Linked DNA regions of Mus musculus: region 1 is linked to region 2. Evidence: chromatin contacts called from public Hi-C data. All regions are on one chromosome and are shown on one strand. The core of a region is the stretch at or near the end of the contact, and the rest is flanking DNA. Distances in the headings are between cores, read along the strand shown.

Region 1 (3,346 bases), core at 424-2,923, 200 kb before region 2:
GTGGCCAGATGAGTCATACAGATTTTGTGTAAGAAGTCAAAGGAAAACATCAGGTATCTATTAGCTATAAAACAAGTTATGTCCAAATTGACAGCTTCAAACAACCATTTTATTAAGCCCCCCCGGAGTTTGGAATGAAAAAATGAGCTCTATGTGATCCATTACCTTATTGGGAAGAATGTAAGAGTTAGGGACTCACCAGCTCACCAACTAGAGTTTAAAGCTTACCTAGAAAAATCTTCCCTTGCCTTCCTAGCTTTCAGGATTTCCCACTAAGAACACATAAACATGGTGTCTCCTTAGGACTTGGGGTCCTCACCTTATGGTAGCTTCATGCTTTCATAGACAGCAAACATAGACACGAAGGGAAGTTTCCCAAGAGAACAAATCACATCACACACACACACACACACACACACACACACACACACACACGTCCAAAATTTGCAAGAAGTCACATAATGTCACTCATGATTCTCAATCCCTATTAAGTAAGGAACATAGACCATATTTCCAGTTGGGAATGCCCAAGTCATATGAAACATGAGGACTGGGGGTGAGTGATCTGGCATTTTTAGAAAATAAAATCCTCTATCAATGATGAGTCTAAAGTCTTCTAAAAAGGTTGGCCATGTTGGTGCATGCCTTTTGTCTCAGCCCTCTGGATGCAGAGGCAGGTGGATCTCTGTGAGTTGAATACCAGCCTGGTCTACATAGTGAGTTCCAGAACAGCCAGGGCTATCGAGAGAAAGAGGGAGAGGAGGAGGGGGAGGAGGAGGGGGAGAGGGAGAGGGAGGGGGAGGGGGAGGGGGAGGGGGAGGGGGAGAGGAAGGGAGGGGCAGGGGGAGAGGGAGAAGGAGAGACCCTGTCTCCAAACAAACAAACAAACAAAACCCAAGCAAAGCAAAGCAAAGCAAAGCAAAGCAAAGCAAAGCAAAGCAAAGCAAAGCAAAGCAAAGCAAAGCAAAGCAAAGCAAAGCAAAGCAAAGCAAACAGGACAAAAGTCCTCAAATGATTTGACTGGATTTGGTAGTAATTTGGTAATTTGACAAAAGGAAGATCAGATGAAGGCAGAGCTAGAGAGAATGGAGAGTTGGTAAAAGAGTCGACCTCACATCTAACACAGTCGAGGCGATGAGGAGGAAGGGGAGAAAGGAGAATCGAATGGCTCTGAGGTTTTGCCCTTGAGTGTCAGAAGGGTGGGACTGCCATGGTCTGAAACAGGGAAGTCACAAGAAAAAGCAAAAACCCCCTGTTCCCTCTTCATTGACCACACGCTGACCACCTTCCAGCAACTTACGCACACACAGCCTCAATCTATTTTGCATGTTTGAATCTTTTGGTTTTACAAATCCGTATGGTGGCTCAGATTCTGAGCCCCTAAGGAAGTCCCTAAAGGACTGAGGTGATGACTCCCTTAGACATGACATCAGTGGTTGTGGGTAGACATGAAGCCAGGAGTCTCACTTGGAATCAAAAACACCCATGCTAATGGCAAGTTTTCCCAGGCTGAATAAGGGAGAGGATGGACAGGCGATGTAACACCATCATGAAAACATGTGATCCAAGTATTTTCTGGAGGATGATCTTGGGCTCCTTTTCTGTGCTTGGAGGTGAGGTCCCCAGGTCTCCACCCTTGACTTTGCTGTCTTGGTCTCCTGTCCAGGGCAGACACAACTTCCTTACACAGCTTCACTTTCACTTTCCATAGTTTCTTTCACCAGAGAGGTTACAATGTAGTTAGGAGGCCGTTCAAATACATTCTCAACTAGTGTTACTCTTCTTAGTGGGATCCTTGGAGGGACACTAAGCATCCATGCCCATGAAATGGTCATTGCTTTAGCGTTTTAGAAACTAACTTTTGGGATGTGGCTTACCTGGCCGAGTGCTGCTTCAAAACCCTGAGTTGGATTTTCAGCACTACAGCTGGAGCATGATAGTGCATGCTTGTAATACCAGCACTACAGAGGTGGAAGTGGAGGGATCAGAAGTTTAAGTTCATGCTCAGCCTCATAGCCAGCCTAGACTACCTGAAATCCTGTCTCCTGTTCCCCGTCCCTCACCCACAGAATTTCTGTTTGGGTCACTGGGAAACATCACTGCATGCACGATGTACATCAGGGATCTTTGCGACAGAGATGAACATAATTAAAATGAAAATGAGTATTTCTGATACATACACCAAGCTCCAGTGTCTGGCATCAGACTACGACCAGTGTGTCTCTGCTCCTTTCAATCTCATTTTAGATTTGATGCACAAATCTGAACATTGGGAACATGGCTCCCATTGGAATAGATTCCTCCTGTGCACAGTCAAGTGGAACTCAAGAGATTTACATTTGTGGCTCTTCAAGAAAGGCCATCTTATGTTCTTCCGGTGACTTTTGTTCTCCCCTTGGAGCAGAGGACTAAACCCAAGGCCTTGTGCTTCTAGGCCTCTATACCACTGAGACAAATCTTCAACCCTCTTCTGGTGATCTTAAAACTAAGTTCACAACCACAGAAACAAGTATAGTGCTCCTAGCCTGGACTCCTGGGCTGATGTTACCAATGGGATCCCAAGTCCTGAAGTGTGAGGTTGCTTGGGTTCCAACCCTCTCTTTGTTATTTATTATATGAAATATTGGGGGGGGGGAGTAACTAACTTAGGTGTTCTTGATGATGAAACAGGGTCAGTGAATTCTTGGGACTCCAGCAGGACCGTAAGTTTATTGTGGAGAGAGGAGTTGTCTTCCCTGCTACATATTCTGAATACTTGCCGTGACATTTTCCTGACCACTATAACACGTCACTCTGTGCTCAGAACCTGCAGGACCTCTCAGGGATCAATACTATATGGTATTGTCTTCTACCTGCCGCCTGGTAAGCAGGCACATTCTAGTCACATAGGAGAAATACAAGTTGACATTATTTTAGTCTTGAGAACTTCATGGCATCTTTCTCTAAAGCTGGCTGGAGAATCCCAGGGGTGTGGAGGAGCATAAAATCAGGAAATGGTGTAGAGTTCATAGTGTTCAAATTGAGAATGTTAGTAAGAGCAGACCGCTGTTCTTCACTAATTTTTTCAGGTCCATGGTGCCCACTGGAACTGGCCTTGCCCTGTGCACAGCCATGCTGGACTCGGGACACTTGTGTTCGGGATTCTTTAGGAAAGGCACCTTTGCATCCATCCTTTGGCATTCTTAGAGATAAGCCCATGCTCACACAGGTACACATTGGATTCCCAGCTTGGGCTTATCTTTCCTTTATTCCTTGGTCACAGTTCTTGAGATGCTTATCTATGGCTGGCAGGGAGGTTATATCCAAGGGGAGATTAAAATCCTGGTTTTGTGATTTCTGCCTCTGC
Region 2 (3,275 bases), core at 476-2,975:
CCTGCCACCCCTAACGATGACCAAGTGTTGGTAACTGTGGCTGGTGACAGCCAGCAGGGGTTTCTAAGCAGGCAGCTGCAGTGCCAGCTTTGGAGATAGGCGGGGCTCAGCCCATCAACTGGTTTTGACCTTGGGCACACTACTTCACCCTTGGACTCTTGATTCTTCTGTATCACAGTTTGTGGGAGACACCAGCTTCCTGCGGTTGATGTGAGAATGTGAGCGTCACTATCAAATGCCCAATTCACAATAGGTCGCAGTGGTCTCAATGGGAACGAGAACAGACACGTGTGTTACAGGCAGTGAACGCCATGGCATTTAGGAATGACCATACAGAGGGAGCACGGGAGGCTGGCAAGGGCAGCAGAATGTCTCTCCAGGCCAAGCCTGGGAAAGCACTGACCTCCACACTCTATGGTTCCTATCTTCCACCTCTCTCCCTTCCCTCCAGGTCGGGATGCTGGCAGGAAGCAGCCTGTGGGTGGTGTGGAAGGTGTGGAAGCTGTGACAGTAATACCAACAGTAGCTGTAGTAATAGCTGGCACCTTCCTGGAGGATCGCTGTGTGCCAGGCATGGAGCCAAGCCCCTTCTCACCTCCCCCTCAATTCCAAGAAAGGGGGATGGAGGGATGGAAGGGTTCTGCTTCAGAAGCTAGGCCTGTGAGCGGCCTCCCGGAGATTGGGGGACTACATGGATGATGTCTGAGCCCCACCACCAGACCTTCCTAAACCCACCTCCCTGAGACCTCTGTTAAGTTTGTGCTTCCGAGAACAACCAAGTCAGTGGGAAATACACAGAGCGTGATACACATACCAGAAAGACTCCAGCATGGAAGAGGCTGACTCTTTCTCAGATTGGAACCTGCCCCATGAACCTCAAATCTACATTGCCATAGAAAGCAAGCAACCCCCCCCCCACACACACACACCCCAGCTCACAATGTGTTGAACATCAATTAAATGTAAACTGAGTCCTAAACACAAAAAGGAGATGCAGTAAGGCTGAGTTTGCTGGCCAGGATTTGTCTAGATGGGAGCCTAGCTTCTGTTAGAAGGCACGGACAAGCTTTGGGTACTCCAGAGCATATGCATAGTCAGAATAATTGATGGTAGTTTTCTCCATCAAACACAGGATGGTCTCAGTGGCCTCAGTGGATCCCTGATCCATGGACGATGTGGGGCATAGCCATCTCGTTTACCACTCTGAGTAGCACCAAGAGGCAGGAAGCACATTAGGAAACAAAACAAAACAACAACAAAAACCAAAACCAAATCTCAAATCCATACTACAACCCAGTTGTGTGACTGTAGATCAGTCACTTCTCATCCCTTATCTGAGCCTGAAATTTGACTAAGTTGAAACCCCGATTTGTGGCTTTCAAAGGTGACCCTCTTTAGTCATTCAAATCTGAATTTCTGGGTCATCAAATCGAGGCAAAAGAAACTGGTACCAGGCTTCTTCTAGATTCAGCATCAGTCACCACTCATACTATGGGTTAGGGTATTTGTGAGGCTCTGGGGGAAAGTCAGGCCGTTAAGAACTGTACAGTAGGGGCATGAACCCAGTGTAGGGGGAGGAGGGATCTGTTGCCAAGGGGGAGTGGGCTGCAAAGCAGAGTGAGCAAGACACACCAAGAGGAAAGGACAGTTCAGCTTGGGTTTTCTCGAGCCAGGCGATGCCAGCTTTCTCAGAACGTTTGCTGGGTAAGTGATGTAAGAGAGAGAGAGAGCTACCACCACAGAGATCAGCTAAGCAAGCACTCGAGGTTCAGGCCCTCGGCCCACCCACCTCATAGCTCATTGCCTTTACAGCAGCTATGCTGGTCCTCAGGCACCAGGAAAAGACGTCGACTGAATGTTCCAGGTCAGTGGAGAGGGTCCCTCTAAGGACAGATCCCTGGGGACAGAAGCCGCAGGTGGAGTGGCAAAGAGAAGTAAAAGCTGACAGGCACAGCTGAGCCCAGGGGAAGTACCAGCCGGAAAGGGGTGAGGCCAAGCAAGAGGAAGAGCTGGCACATCTGGATACTCACGAGGTGCCAAACCCTAGACCCATACACACCCTGCTCATATTATCTTTAATTCTTTCAAGAGATCTGTGAAGTCTGTATTGCTAGATCTACTTTAGAACAGAAAACCACAGCTCAGGCACTGGGAAACATCATGAACAACAAGAATCTGGGAAATGGAAGGAAGGTCTGGGATTTGAACCCAGATTCTGCCAATATTCTTCCCACCTCCCTGGGCTGTCTCCTGGGGAAGGACAGTATGGAGACTCAGGTCAGAATGGTGTATGATTCTAGTGCTTCCACCCTGCCAGCCACCCGACTGCCCCACTACTCCAAGTACATTGACTGACTGGATCTATAATCCAAACACTTCTGTGCACCCCTTGCTCTGGTGAGAACTTAGCCAGTCCCCTACCTTCTGTCCCAGCATTGATCTCCAGCACTGTAGATGTGCCATTGCTACCTATCTGCTTCCACAAGAGAACGAGGACTTCTTCTGGAATGTACATGGAAACGACTCCCCTTGCTCCAGAGACCCTATAAGAGCTGACCTCATCCAGCACCCAGAACACACTCAGTCTTCAGCCCTCTGTCAGGGGTTAGACGGTGACTTACTAAAAGATAGATCTTCATTAGCACCCAGACCCTGTGAGTGCTTCCTTACTTAGAAAAGGGGTCTTTGCAGATACAACAAACTCTAGGATACTGTCACAGCCTTGAGTCCAATGGTCAGTTGTCCTCAGAAGAAGCAAAAGGAGAGACAGCATTGGTTAGGAACAATGAAGGTTAAACTGCAGCCACAGGAACATCGGAAACTGGAAGTGAAGAGTCAGGAAGTTTCCTCAATGGAGCTTCTGCAGGGAGCATGGCTGTACCAACAATCAATCTCTCTCTCTCTCTCTCTCTCTCTCTCTCTCTCTCTCTCTCTCTCTCCTTCCTTCCTTCTTTCTTTCTTTCTTTCTGTATTTATTTTGCACTCTAGCACTATAAGACAATGTGTTTTAGTCACCAAGTTTGTGGACATTTGTTCTCAGGTTCTGAGATAATTAAACACCCTCTTCACGGTGCTCCAAACAAGCTTTTTAGGCTGAATGAGGCCTCAATGTGTCTGGGTCTCCAGGTTCCTTGCACACACACACACACACACACACACACACACACACACACACACACACACACGCCTATCCCTGACTACAGCGTGCTCTTTCACCTGCTCACTGCTGGCTAATCTCTGTCCTCCCATCCCTTCCTTAGAAAAGTCTCCGGCAC

What was found. Hi-C and Micro-C count contacts between places; a contact is called where the count stands out from the background.
Region 1: a contact with region 2 is called in a Hi-C map of bone marrow-derived macrophages, with 34 read pairs. The contact joins two enhancer-like sites. A contact is called at or near these places in 1 of 15 datasets of contacts at CTCF or cohesin (large pre-B cells), 8 of 484 Hi-C or Micro-C datasets (bone marrow-derived macrophages, cortical neurons, embryonic fibroblasts and 3 more), 7 of 115 datasets of contacts at active chromatin or transcription factors (embryonic basal ganglia, embryonic forebrain, embryonic midbrain and 4 more) and 1 of 9 other capture datasets (embryonic stem cells).

The regions. Positions count from the first base shown.
Region 1 is chr1:177,665,583-177,668,928 of GRCm38.p6, reverse strand. No RefSeq gene overlaps it. Among named protein-coding and RNA genes, the nearest start is that of 2310043L19Rik, 24 kb to the right of the region's middle. Within about 2 kb of position 1,673, at least 39 of the 459 cell types and tissues checked have an H3K27ac peak or open chromatin away from gene starts, as enhancers often do. A contact at or near this core is called in hematopoietic stem cells, where this site is marked.
Region 2 is chr1:177,465,956-177,469,230 of GRCm38.p6, reverse strand. No RefSeq gene overlaps it. Among named protein-coding and RNA genes, the nearest start is that of Gm29856, 11 kb to the right of the region's middle. Within about 2 kb of position 1,725, at least 70 of the 459 cell types and tissues checked have an H3K27ac peak or open chromatin away from gene starts, as enhancers often do. A contact at or near this core is called in hematopoietic stem cells, where this site is marked.